Linked DNA regions of Mus musculus: region 2 is linked to region 1. The links are chromatin contacts, called in public Hi-C maps. All regions are on one chromosome and are shown on one strand. Each heading gives the region's core, a stretch centred on a gene start, on an enhancer-like site or on the middle of the called end of the contact. The rest is flanking DNA. Distances are from core to core; before and after follow the strand shown. Region 1 overlaps Veph1 (ventricular zone expressed PH domain-containing 1). Region 2 holds the start of Ptx3 (pentraxin related gene).

What was found. Hi-C and Micro-C count contacts between places; a contact is called where the count stands out from the background.
Region 2: a Hi-C map of embryonic fibroblasts shows a contact between it and region 1, with 1.7 times the contacts expected there. The contact joins the promoter of Ptx3 here to the enhancer-like site in region 1. A contact is called at or near these places in 1 of 39 promoter capture datasets (the 3T3-L1 cell line), 4 of 484 Hi-C or Micro-C datasets (adipose-derived mesenchymal stem cells, embryonic fibroblasts and nephron progenitors), 3 of 115 datasets of contacts at active chromatin or transcription factors (bone marrow-derived dendritic cells, craniofacial prominence and fibro-adipogenic progenitors) and 1 of 9 other capture datasets (pancreatic islet).

Annotation. Positions count from the first base shown.
Region 1 is chr3:66,115,472-66,120,753 of GRCm38.p6, reverse strand. All of the region lies in intron 11 of Veph1 (ventricular zone expressed PH domain-containing 1), which reads left to right. Among named protein-coding and RNA genes, the nearest start is that of Ptx3, 100 kb to the left of the region's middle. Within about 2 kb of position 2,798, at least 11 of the 459 cell types and tissues checked have an H3K27ac peak or open chromatin away from gene starts, as enhancers often do.
Region 2 is chr3:66,216,604-66,221,885 of GRCm38.p6, reverse strand. It overlaps Ptx3 (pentraxin related gene), which reads right to left and starts at 1,999. Exons shown (of 3, transcript NM_008987.3): 1 at 1,695-1,999; 2 at 835-1,236. The coding sequence starts at 1,824. The region is part of intron 4 of Veph1 (ventricular zone expressed PH domain-containing 1); the gene reads left to right.

The DNA.
Region 1 (5,282 bases), core at 1,549-4,048:
CTAAGCAAGAAAGTGAAGATGAGTTGAGTGGCAGAGAAGTATAGTTAGGGTGACAAGGCTCTATAGGGGCAGAAAAATATAATCTGAGGCCCAAGAAGCAGTAGCATCCCGCCCCTTACCTGACAACCCCCACCACCCATGGTAGCCCGAGACCACCTCAGCAGGCAGCTGCAGCAGAAAAAGGTCAAAGGGTAAAATAGACCAGGCTCCTTGATACAGGGAAAGTATGGTACAGGGACTCTGGCGAGCTCAAAGTTTCCTGTGAGAAAAACCGTGGGCTGTGTGGACCAGGGAACGATTACTGAAAACCTGACCAAAGACAGAAACCAGCCTTGAAAGGCTGGACTACCTTGGGGTTAATGATGGGGCCGTGTTTGAAGGTAGTATGATGCTTTTCAAATTTCCGAATGTCATTGACCCTATTTAATGTGCTATATGATAGAATGAAGGAGTGGGACATAGACTGAAGTGTGGACACTATGCCCCTCCTTAGATTTGGGAACAAAACACCCATGGAAGGAGTTACAGAGACAAAGTTTGGAGCTGAGATGAAAGGATGGACCATGTAGAGACTGCCATATCCAGGGATCCACCCCATAATCAGCATCCAAACGCTGACACCATTGCATACACTAGCAAGATTTTATTGAAAGGACCCAGATGTAGCTGTCTCTTGTGAGACTATGCCGGGGCCTAGCAAACACAGAAGTGGATGCTCACAGTCAGCTAATGGATGGATCATAGGGCTCCCAATGGAGGAGCTAGAGAAAGTAGCCAAGGAGCTAAAGGGATCTGCAACCCTACAGGTGAAACAACATTATGAACTAACCAGTACCCCGGAGCTCTTGACTCTAGCTGCATATATATCAAAAGATGGCCTAGTCGGCCATCACTGGAAAGAGAGGCCCATTGGACTTGCAAACTTTATATGCCCCAGTACAGGGGAACACCAGGGCCAAAAAGGGGGAGTGGGTGGGCAGGGGAGTGGGGGTGGGTGGATATGGGGGACTTTTGGTATAGCATTGGAAATGTAAATGAGCTAAATACCTAATAAAAAATGGAAAAAAAAAAGAATTAAGTCATGGGGCAAAACCCTTACAAATGCCATCAAGGGCTCTGTAGAGGTGATGGGTACTGTATGTAAATAAGTAATATTTATGTCACTTATTGATATTCTATATGTTTTTACAAAATTCTTCTCTGCCTTCTGCCATGGACAGAGGAGGCAGGGTCCCGTGTGTATTGGAAGCAGAGACCAAGCTCTTACCACATAACACAGTCTCCAGTGCCTTGTCTTAGATATGCTGGCTTATGGGACTATAAGAAACAAAATTCTGCAAATGTCTCAAGCTCGGGCATTTTGTTGCTACAGGAAACTGAATAGGAAGAATCCATGTTTGTGTATTTTGGAAGCTAAAATTTTAGTGTGGTCCTCACAAAGAAAAGTGTGGCTGTAGATAATGGATTTTGGAGTAGACTGGACCATGCAAGACACAATGCAGGTAGCAAATACAGAGGGCCACAGAAAGCTTCTCTGACCATTGCCAGCTTTCTGAAATAAGCCATATCTGTATGCCAAGTAGGAAATCCAGAGGTTCTGACACATTTGATCATAGTCTCTGACCCCGTTTAACTGATTTTTCTCATAAAAATTGTACCCTTTGTGGAATATTATGGGATGTTTAAATACATATATATCTTGTATAATATTCAAATCAGGTAAATAACTCAATCTCAAACATTTAGCATTTCTTTGTGAAAAAAATTTAAACCTTCTTACTATAGCTCTTTGAAGTATATATACATTGTCACTATTTATAGTCACTGAACTGCACAACAGAGCCCTGTGTCTCCTCTTGTGTAGCTCTAACTTGGTACCACCTGACCAACATTTATTCTTCTCTCCCTCCACCTGTTTTGCTTTTGAGAAAGGAAAATAAGCATGTCAATATTAAGTAAACTCAAAGTACAGGCAAGGGTTTAGATGTCTTGTTGGGTTAGGGCTCTTGATCTGCAAGTAGGCCTAAGTTCAAATCCCAAGCCCCTTTTAAAAGACGTGGCTACAAGTGCCTGTAACTCCAGCACTGCGACCTGGGTGGGGCAGGAAACAGCTCCTAAGAACTTGCAGGCCAGCCCAGCCTAGTGGAAACAGTGAGGTTTTGGTTGAATGAGGGAACCTGTCACAGGGGAATGAGACAAAAACCAAGAAAGGAAGGCATCAATGTCCTCCTCTGTCCTTTGCTTATGTGTGCACAAACATGTGCACACACGCACACAACTTATGTGCACAATAAGGAAGTACAAGCAAGTGGTAAGTTGATCAAAGCCTGTTACATTGTGAAAATGCCTCTTAGGTGAAGAATAAGAACAGGATGAGATATGTAACTCTTCAGAATTCTTATTCATGAGTCTATTGACAACAGAGAAATACTTAACTTCCGTTTCATCAGACTTTGACTTTGGTTTAAGAATTTGACACTTGATATTGAAACAAAAAGGAAATCCCGCAATCACATCCACAGGAAGTGAATGGAATTCTTTGCATATTTTACTCAATTTTTCAACTGTTACATTATGCTTAAAGACAATGCATAAAAATCTTATAAAAATTTTTAATCATTAGCTATTTCAGCTGGAGACAAGGAGAAAATTAAAACTTGGCACCAACTCCGAGATCTAAGAGATTAAATAAATAACTTGGCAACCAGTTGTGTTGTTATTACTGTAATTCATATTCCTACTTCATGCCAATAAATATTCCTCTAGGGGAAAGGTAGCTAACTGTAAAGCCAATTTTTGAAAATGTTCTAAGTTTCGTAATTTGGTTTATTCATGAGAATAGAAGAGTATCTGGAATGTCCACAGTGTGGCAAAGAAGTCTGTTCCAAAATTTTTCAATCATATTTGCTTGCTATCATCTTTTATGAAGATTTCTCCATATTAAATTCAAAATAGCTGAGACTTGTTCAGTAACTTCTTTATTTACACATATATCACATGCACACAGTACTCACATGTATAGACATGCACACACACACACACACACACACACACACACAGTGATATGGAAATGATAACATTTGTCTCTCTGCTTCTGACCTTTAACTTCAATCTAGAGAATTTAGGCTCTCATGAGAAGCCCGTTCCCCAGAGAAGACACATTAAGCAAATACTTGAGAACCTAAAATGTGACTGTAGTATTTTAAGATAGAAACTTGGAATTTTAGAGCTGAAATCTGTCACTAAGGTTCATTAAATTAAGACCGTGTATGATAAAGTACACATTATCCTTACCAGGAGCCTGAGACTACAGCAAATATCTAAAGATAGAGTTTTCCTCAAATTTACCATTTTATTTCTATGGTCATACAGTATTTGGCCCAGACAATAGGCATCCATTGAGTAAACAAATACTGTCATATTCATTCGTTAAAAACGGAGGCAAGGGGGCCTGTTGAAAGTCAGTGTCAGAACTGGGGCTAGACAGCACACCATGGTGACTTCCGGCTGCCACCAATGCACCTGGCTCTTCTCTCATCTGGGCAGGGACAGCATCAAATTCCCCAGCATCTTGACACAAGGCTCAGCTTTGAGACATTTCTGCTCCTGTTTTAGACTTTAAAAGTTAATGTTGCATATCTTCGTTTTTGTCTTCTACCATGGTGAGTAAAGCAATTGCTGATACTGGGTTGATAGAAGGTGGAAAGAGCCTGGAATTATGAGCTCCCACATGGAAGAGTCCAGCTCTCAAAGATAGCTAATCCCATCACTTATGCTGCATGAGAAACACCCAGCCTTTTGTTCTGTTGAAAACCGAAGTTTCCTATTGGTTAGAGCAGCATAGCTTACCTTCCTTCCTGCACATACCTGAATAGTATGATCAGGTTCAAAACCTGCCTTTGCCCTTCATTGGGGCTTTGTTTCTATGTCCCAGTCTCTCTCTCTCTCTCTCTCTCTCTCTCTCTCTCTCTCTCTCTCTCTCTCTCTCTCCCAACCTCTCTTCCAACCTCTCTCCCTCACTCCCTCACTCCTCCTGTCATCCTCTCCTCAGTCTATCCCCATCTCTATCCCTGTCCCTATCCCTTTCCCCTTCTCCAGCCCCAGCCCCAGCCCCAGCCCCATTCCCATCTCTGTCACTCTCCCCCATACAACACAATTCAAATCTGCCAAGATTCAGAGTGGAGATACAAAGATGAATTTTCAAGGATAATCTCTATCTCTTATAGTTTTGTAATTTAAGAGATTATCATTGTCAGAGAGCACTCTCCTTATTTCCATCAATTTTGACATAAAATTCAATGCATTTATCACTTGTAAATTCAAACCAATCTCACAGAGTTAAAGTGTTACATCGTTATATAGTATTATAAAGTTGCAAAACTATGAAAGTTAGTATTATTTGTATAATGCATATGTTCACTAGCTCAAATGAAAAAATATTATCTCTAGATATTCATGGCATTAAAATTTGAATAAGATTCAAGCTTTTATTAATCACACATTTGTATCAAATGTTACTGTCTGTGTCTTAGTTACTCTAGACCATAACCAATGCAACTTGTAGAAGAAAGAGTTTATGAGGGCTTAAAGTTCCAGAGAGTTAAAGTCCCTGGCCATCATGGTAAAGTGCATGGCATCAAGCAGGCAGGCAGACATCACACTGGAGCAGCAGCTGAGAACTTATATCCTTATCCACAAGTAGGAGAGAGAGAGAGAGAGAGAGAGAGAGAGAGAGAGAGAGAGAGAGAGAGAGAGAGAGAGAGAGAGAGAATGATGTGGGCTTTTGAAACCTCAATATAGCTATTATCATTCTCAGCATTTATCCTTCTACTGAGGTTTCTTTCTAATAGGAAGACAAGGCAACCAAGAAAGAGCTGTAGGGATTAACACAAAAGAAGCTATAGAAAAACAGGGGTGCACCAACCAAAGAGTTGGAGTGACCAATGGCTCCAGCTGCATATGTAGCAGAGGATGACATTGTTGAACATCAATGGGAGGAGAGACCCTTGGTCCTGTGAAGGCTTAATACTCCGGTGTAGGGGAATGCCAGGGCAGGGAAGCAGGAGTGGTGGGTTGGTGAGCAGGGGAACGGGAGATGGGATAGGGGGTTTTCGGAGGGGAAACCAGGAAAGGGGAGAACATTTGAAATGTAAATAAAGAAAATATCTAAGAAAGAAAGAAAAAGAAAGAGAGAGAGAGAGGAAGGAAGGAAGGAAGAGAGAGAGAGAGAAGAAAGGTGATGATTCACAGAGAAAATTTCTGAACAAACAGACCATGTGTAC
Region 2 (5,282 bases), core at 750-3,249, 100 kb before region 1:
GTACCAGGGCTATTTGTCTGCATAGGGCACTAATTTTCTAGAATAATCTACAACAAAACATCACTGCTCCCGTCAGAAATTTGACTTAAGAACCCGAATTACTAGGCTCCAATGTTCTTCCTGTTTTGTTAGCTTTTAAGAGTATACCAAAGGGGCCCTCATCAGTTGGGAGTTTTATGGAGTTCATGTGGGGCTTTGACAAGTTGCACAGTCTGAATAGTCCCTTTCTTGTGTGGTCCTGGGGGACTGGATAAAGCCGTCATCTACTCCCTCTGACTCCTGCGCCTGACTTTATAAAGCATGCCCCCCTTGACCTTCACTGTGGAACTAAACTGGGATGAGGGAACCCTGAAGGGATTCTGCTGAGTCTGCAGGAGATCCAATTAGGCTCCAGTCAACTCAGAAGGAGCAGAGGGGGAGGAGTCGGCCAAGGGGCTGGGAAAGTCGCTGAAGTTAGCCAGGGCCCTGAAATAGTCGGAGGAAACAGGAGCTGGCCTAAAGAAAGTGACGGGATAAAATTAGAAGACTTGGAAATCCCTAACGGAGGGACTCGGGGCAGCGAGGAGGGTCACTGTTAAACACCTGCCAATGGACTCCTTCAATATCTGGTCGGATCCGGTATCAGGAACCTCTGACGTCAACTTCCAGACTGATGGTTTAAATCCTCGTTTTTTTCTTTTGGGTTCCTCGGGCTTGGAAATACTTTTAAAAGGCAATGAGCCTGCCTGGCGTGGTGTGAGCTCTGTGAGTGTGCCTATGAAAAGTACTGGGGCTCTGAGTGTGAGGGTCCCCACAAAAGCTTGCCTCTAGGGACAGAGCCGACCGTGGGCTTACCTGCGGGCAGCCAGTGGCGGGCGACCCAGCTCTGCACGGCGCTCAGGTCGGCGCGCGTCCGCCGCAGTTCCTCCAGCACAGCGCCTAGGCCAGGCACTGTCGCCTCGGGTCGCCGCGCCTCCGCGTCCTCCAGGCGCGCCAGCCTGAGGCTCGCGTCACGGCTCTCCTGCAGCAGCGGCTCCAGCGCCCGCACCAGCCTGGCGTCTGCGGGGCCACCGGCTGCGCACGGCCTCGCCATGCCGCCCGCCAGCCGCCCCAGCTCTGCCCGCAGCCGCTGCAGCTCTCCACGGAGGACGTCGTCGGTGGCCTGCAACAGCATGCCCTCCCGCATCTGCGAGTTCTCCAGCATGATGAACAGCTTGTCCCACTCCGAGTGCTCCTGGCGGCAGTCGCATGGCGTGGCTAGAACGCAGGACACACACAAGTGTTATCAGCTTGTCCTGGGTGGCCATGGGTTGCACTCTTGGTGACTCCAAGTTTCAGCCTGTCCCCAGCAACCGCTCTCCTTCTAAGGATAGCTCTGAAAACAGCGTGCGTGTAAACTCAAAGATGACACAGGACTATTCTTTATAGGACATGTTAAACTAACTGAGAAAATGCCATTAATATAGCTAAAAACAGTTAAAGATTTCGTATAACTTAACTCATCATAAATGTTACAAAAATAATTTAAAACCTCTGGCTTTTCTCAGATAGTCCTTGCTTTCTTGCTTTCCTTTTTTCCCCCAGTCCTTGCTTTCACAAATAAAGTATAATTTTAGCTTGCTTCATTGGCTATCTATGTTAATTATGTTAATCGCGCCCCCCAAAAAGTGAGTTATGTAGTTTTGATACGCTGAGAGAGTTAAAAATGAACTTACGGTCCTCGGTGGGATGAAGTCCATTGTCTATTTCGTTGTCCAAATTCACATACATGAGCTCGTAGTCATCCGAGGTCTCAGCCACTACTGCAGACCAGAGAGCACAAAGCAGGATCGCAGGGAGGTGCATTGCTGGAGAGGCGAAATTTGCTTCGCAGCCGCAGGGGAAGAAGCGAGACTCTACAGTGATCCGAGTTTGAGCCCGGGAGAGATAGTGTGAGGCAGGAGTGAAGCCCTTAATAAACGCTCCAAAGCATGAGCGGGATGAATGACTAATGTCGGTGGCACAGCGCGAGGGAGTTCCCCTGGATTTGGGGGAGGGGGTTGGGTGGGAGGGCAAGGGAGCTGAAGAGGTTGCACAATGTTAAACCACCGAGGTCCACACTGCAGGCAGATTAATTAGAGGCGAGTCAGGGGGAGAAGGGGAGGGAAGCTGGACTTTTCTGGTGCCCCTGAGGATTAGTTGCTGTAACCTGAAGTGCTAGCGCTTTGGGGGGTGAGGAGCACAGAGGTACAGGGCGAATTATCATTTTGGCATTTGGTGTGAGCTTTCATTACTCCACAACCCCTGAAGTTATGGAAAACTTTTTTTTTTCACTTTTCCTTTGGATACTTTCTCAAGACCAAGCTATAGAAAATGATTCCGTGACTCCAAAATAACCCATTAAGAATTTTTATGACTCTAGAAGTCAATCTTGACTAACTAGTCTTGACTCCTCTGGTGGAGCAACTAAAAAACACAGTATGGCTGGGTCAAAACCCAGTAAAACAGGAAAGTGAGGGCGGGAATATAGTGGCTTTAGGTGCTTGGGTATTCTTGACATATCCTATCAAGGTCCTGTTTTAAATTTACATTAGTGACTGTGTGTGTGTGTGTGTGTGTGTGTGTGTGTGTGTGTGTGTAAAACCTGCCCCCTCCCCCAGTGCAAAGTACCTAGATAGGTGTTGATAAGTCATAATAATAGTGATAAAAAATTAAAACATTTGAATAAACTCCAAATAAAGCAAGATCTAAAAAACTACACAGATCTAGAGGGAACCACTCCCAGAGGATACCCCTGAGCTGATACAAGTCTCCAATATACAAAGGAGATGGAGGGGGAGGGTTACCAGTCACATCCTGATCATGATGGCAGGGCTACTACCCTCAGGCCAGGCCTCTCAGAAGGCTGCCTCTTGGATTTCCATAGGTAAATTCCTCTGCTCCTGACAGAGACTCATGAGTGGCTTTCCTGGCCTGAGTGCCCTCACGCATCTGGAATGCACATGCATGTACCATCCACCACAATAAAAATGAATCCACAGTTAAACATAGCTAGACACGGAGGGAACAGGGCATCATAAGCATGAATCAACACAAAGTCAAAAGGCATCAGGCCCCTGCTCAAGAGCTTCACTTATTTGAGATCACGGCTAAAGACAGGGTATGTTTGAAACCGTTAAAGCCATCAGAAAGCGATGGCAATATGAGACAATACGATATTGTTTAAAGGGCAGTGTGGAGCCACAGCTTTGTAAGGTGCTTTTCTCCTAAGGCTGTGGGCTCGAGTTCAGTTTCTAGAGTCCACATTAAGAAACCTGATGTGGTGCTGTGAGGTCCTAATGCCAGTACAGAGAGCCTCTGGGATCCCTGGCTAAACAGCTAAGCCTATTGGGCAAGTTAAGGCCCACGAGAGACCCTGTCTGAAAAAGCAATGTGGAAGAACTGGATAAAAATGCTTACTGTTCTTTCAATGTCTGTGGATTGTAGCATAGTTACCTGTACTGTATGGCTAATGTCCAATTACAAATGAGCACATACCATGTGTGTCTTTCTGGGCCTGGGTTACCTCACTCAGGATGATCTTTTCTAGTTCCATCCATTTGCCTGCAAATTTCACGATGTCTTTGTTTTTAATAGCTGAGTAATATCGCATTGTGTAAATGTACCACACTTGATCCATTCTTCAGTTGATGGACACCTGAGTTGTTTCTAGTTTCTGACTATTACAAATAAGGCTGCTATAACATAGTAGAGCAGGTGTTTCTGTAGTTTGGTGGAGCATTTTTTGAGTATATGCCCATGAGTGGTATGGCTAGATCTGGACTTCAGAAGACAGAAGATAACAAGTCTGAGTGATTTCGGGCCCTTTTTCTGATGGTTTCTTCTGGAAGCTATAGAAAATAATGTCTTTCAGTCATAGAGTACATTAACAAAATGGTGCCCTGGGGTAGAGGGGCAAACAGGAAGAATAAAGGTAAGAGGCCAATTTGAATGAAAACCAGCATAATAGCGAATGGAATAAAATAGTTTGCAAAGAGTTCTGCATGTAATTAATTTATTCATGTAAAATTATAAGGCAAGAAAACGGCTCTAAGATGATAATGGATGCACACATGTAATTAAGGTAGAAAACCCTTCACAACAATGAGAAATACTAACTTCACAGGGATGATGACCTCTGAGGAGAAAAAAAGAACATTAGTCAGGAAACACTTATGGCACGAGGCAAAGTTTTGGTGCAGCTGGATGGCAGGCACATCGCTGTCGTTTTTATCGTTTCTTATGCTTGTATGTGGGCTGGAGACATTCGGTATCTAAGACAAAATGTGACTTAGAAGTGTACAGAATTTCTACATTCAGATTTCTTCATCAGTTTTGAACTGAAAAATAAAGTAAGTTCTTTGGCACTTATTTTTGGGTTTATTTCGTTGAAATTGAAGTCAGTCAAAAATGACTAATCTAGGGATTTCCCCTTCAGAACGCCCCCCCCCCCCAGGGCCTTTGTTGGAGATAGTAGTAAAAGCCATACTGCAGATTCCTGTCCCAGATTCTAGCTACAGCCCCGTTCAGTGTGACCCTTCCCATCAGCTGACCAGTGTGCAGAAACAGCTGAGTTCCATGACCTAATGTGTTCTACATCAATTATGTACTGAACCAAAATTCCCCCAATTTAAGGAGAAACACAATACAAAAGCAAGCAGAAACCTAACAAAATATATTGTTTGATATTAAATTGTTATAAAATAGTGATGGGAACAGCATCATTTTAAAAATTTACTCTAATTTTATACATCCAGGTGTTTTGTGTGCAAGTACATGCCCGGTACCTGTGGAGGCCAAAAGAGGGTGCTGTATCCTCTGTAACTGTGAGGTTTCAAGCCACAATGTGGGTGCTGGGACTCAATTTCTGGTCCTTGGAAGAGCAGCCAGTGCTCTTATGTACTGTGCCATCTCTTATCCCAGGGCAAAATTCTTTATGTGTAGTTGTTAGCTTCACTTTGAGACAAAGCCCTGCTATGTGGCCCAAGCTTGTCTTGCACTCAGTACGTAGTCCAGTGAACTTGTGGTCATCCGCCTGTCTCAGTCTCCCAAGTAATGAGGTGGGAGATGTGTACCACACCACATCTGGCTCTTACAAACTATTTTTTTTTAATTTATTTCCAAAATTTTTCATTCTATGGATGTCTTGCTAAGACATGTTTGAAACTACTCTACGAAAAGGAAGTCTTAACATTCTTTACCCAAATACATTAAATTTGTCTGCTTTCACTGAATATTGATACTCATATTCTAGAAACTCAAGCTTTCTCTCCTTGATGTTCATA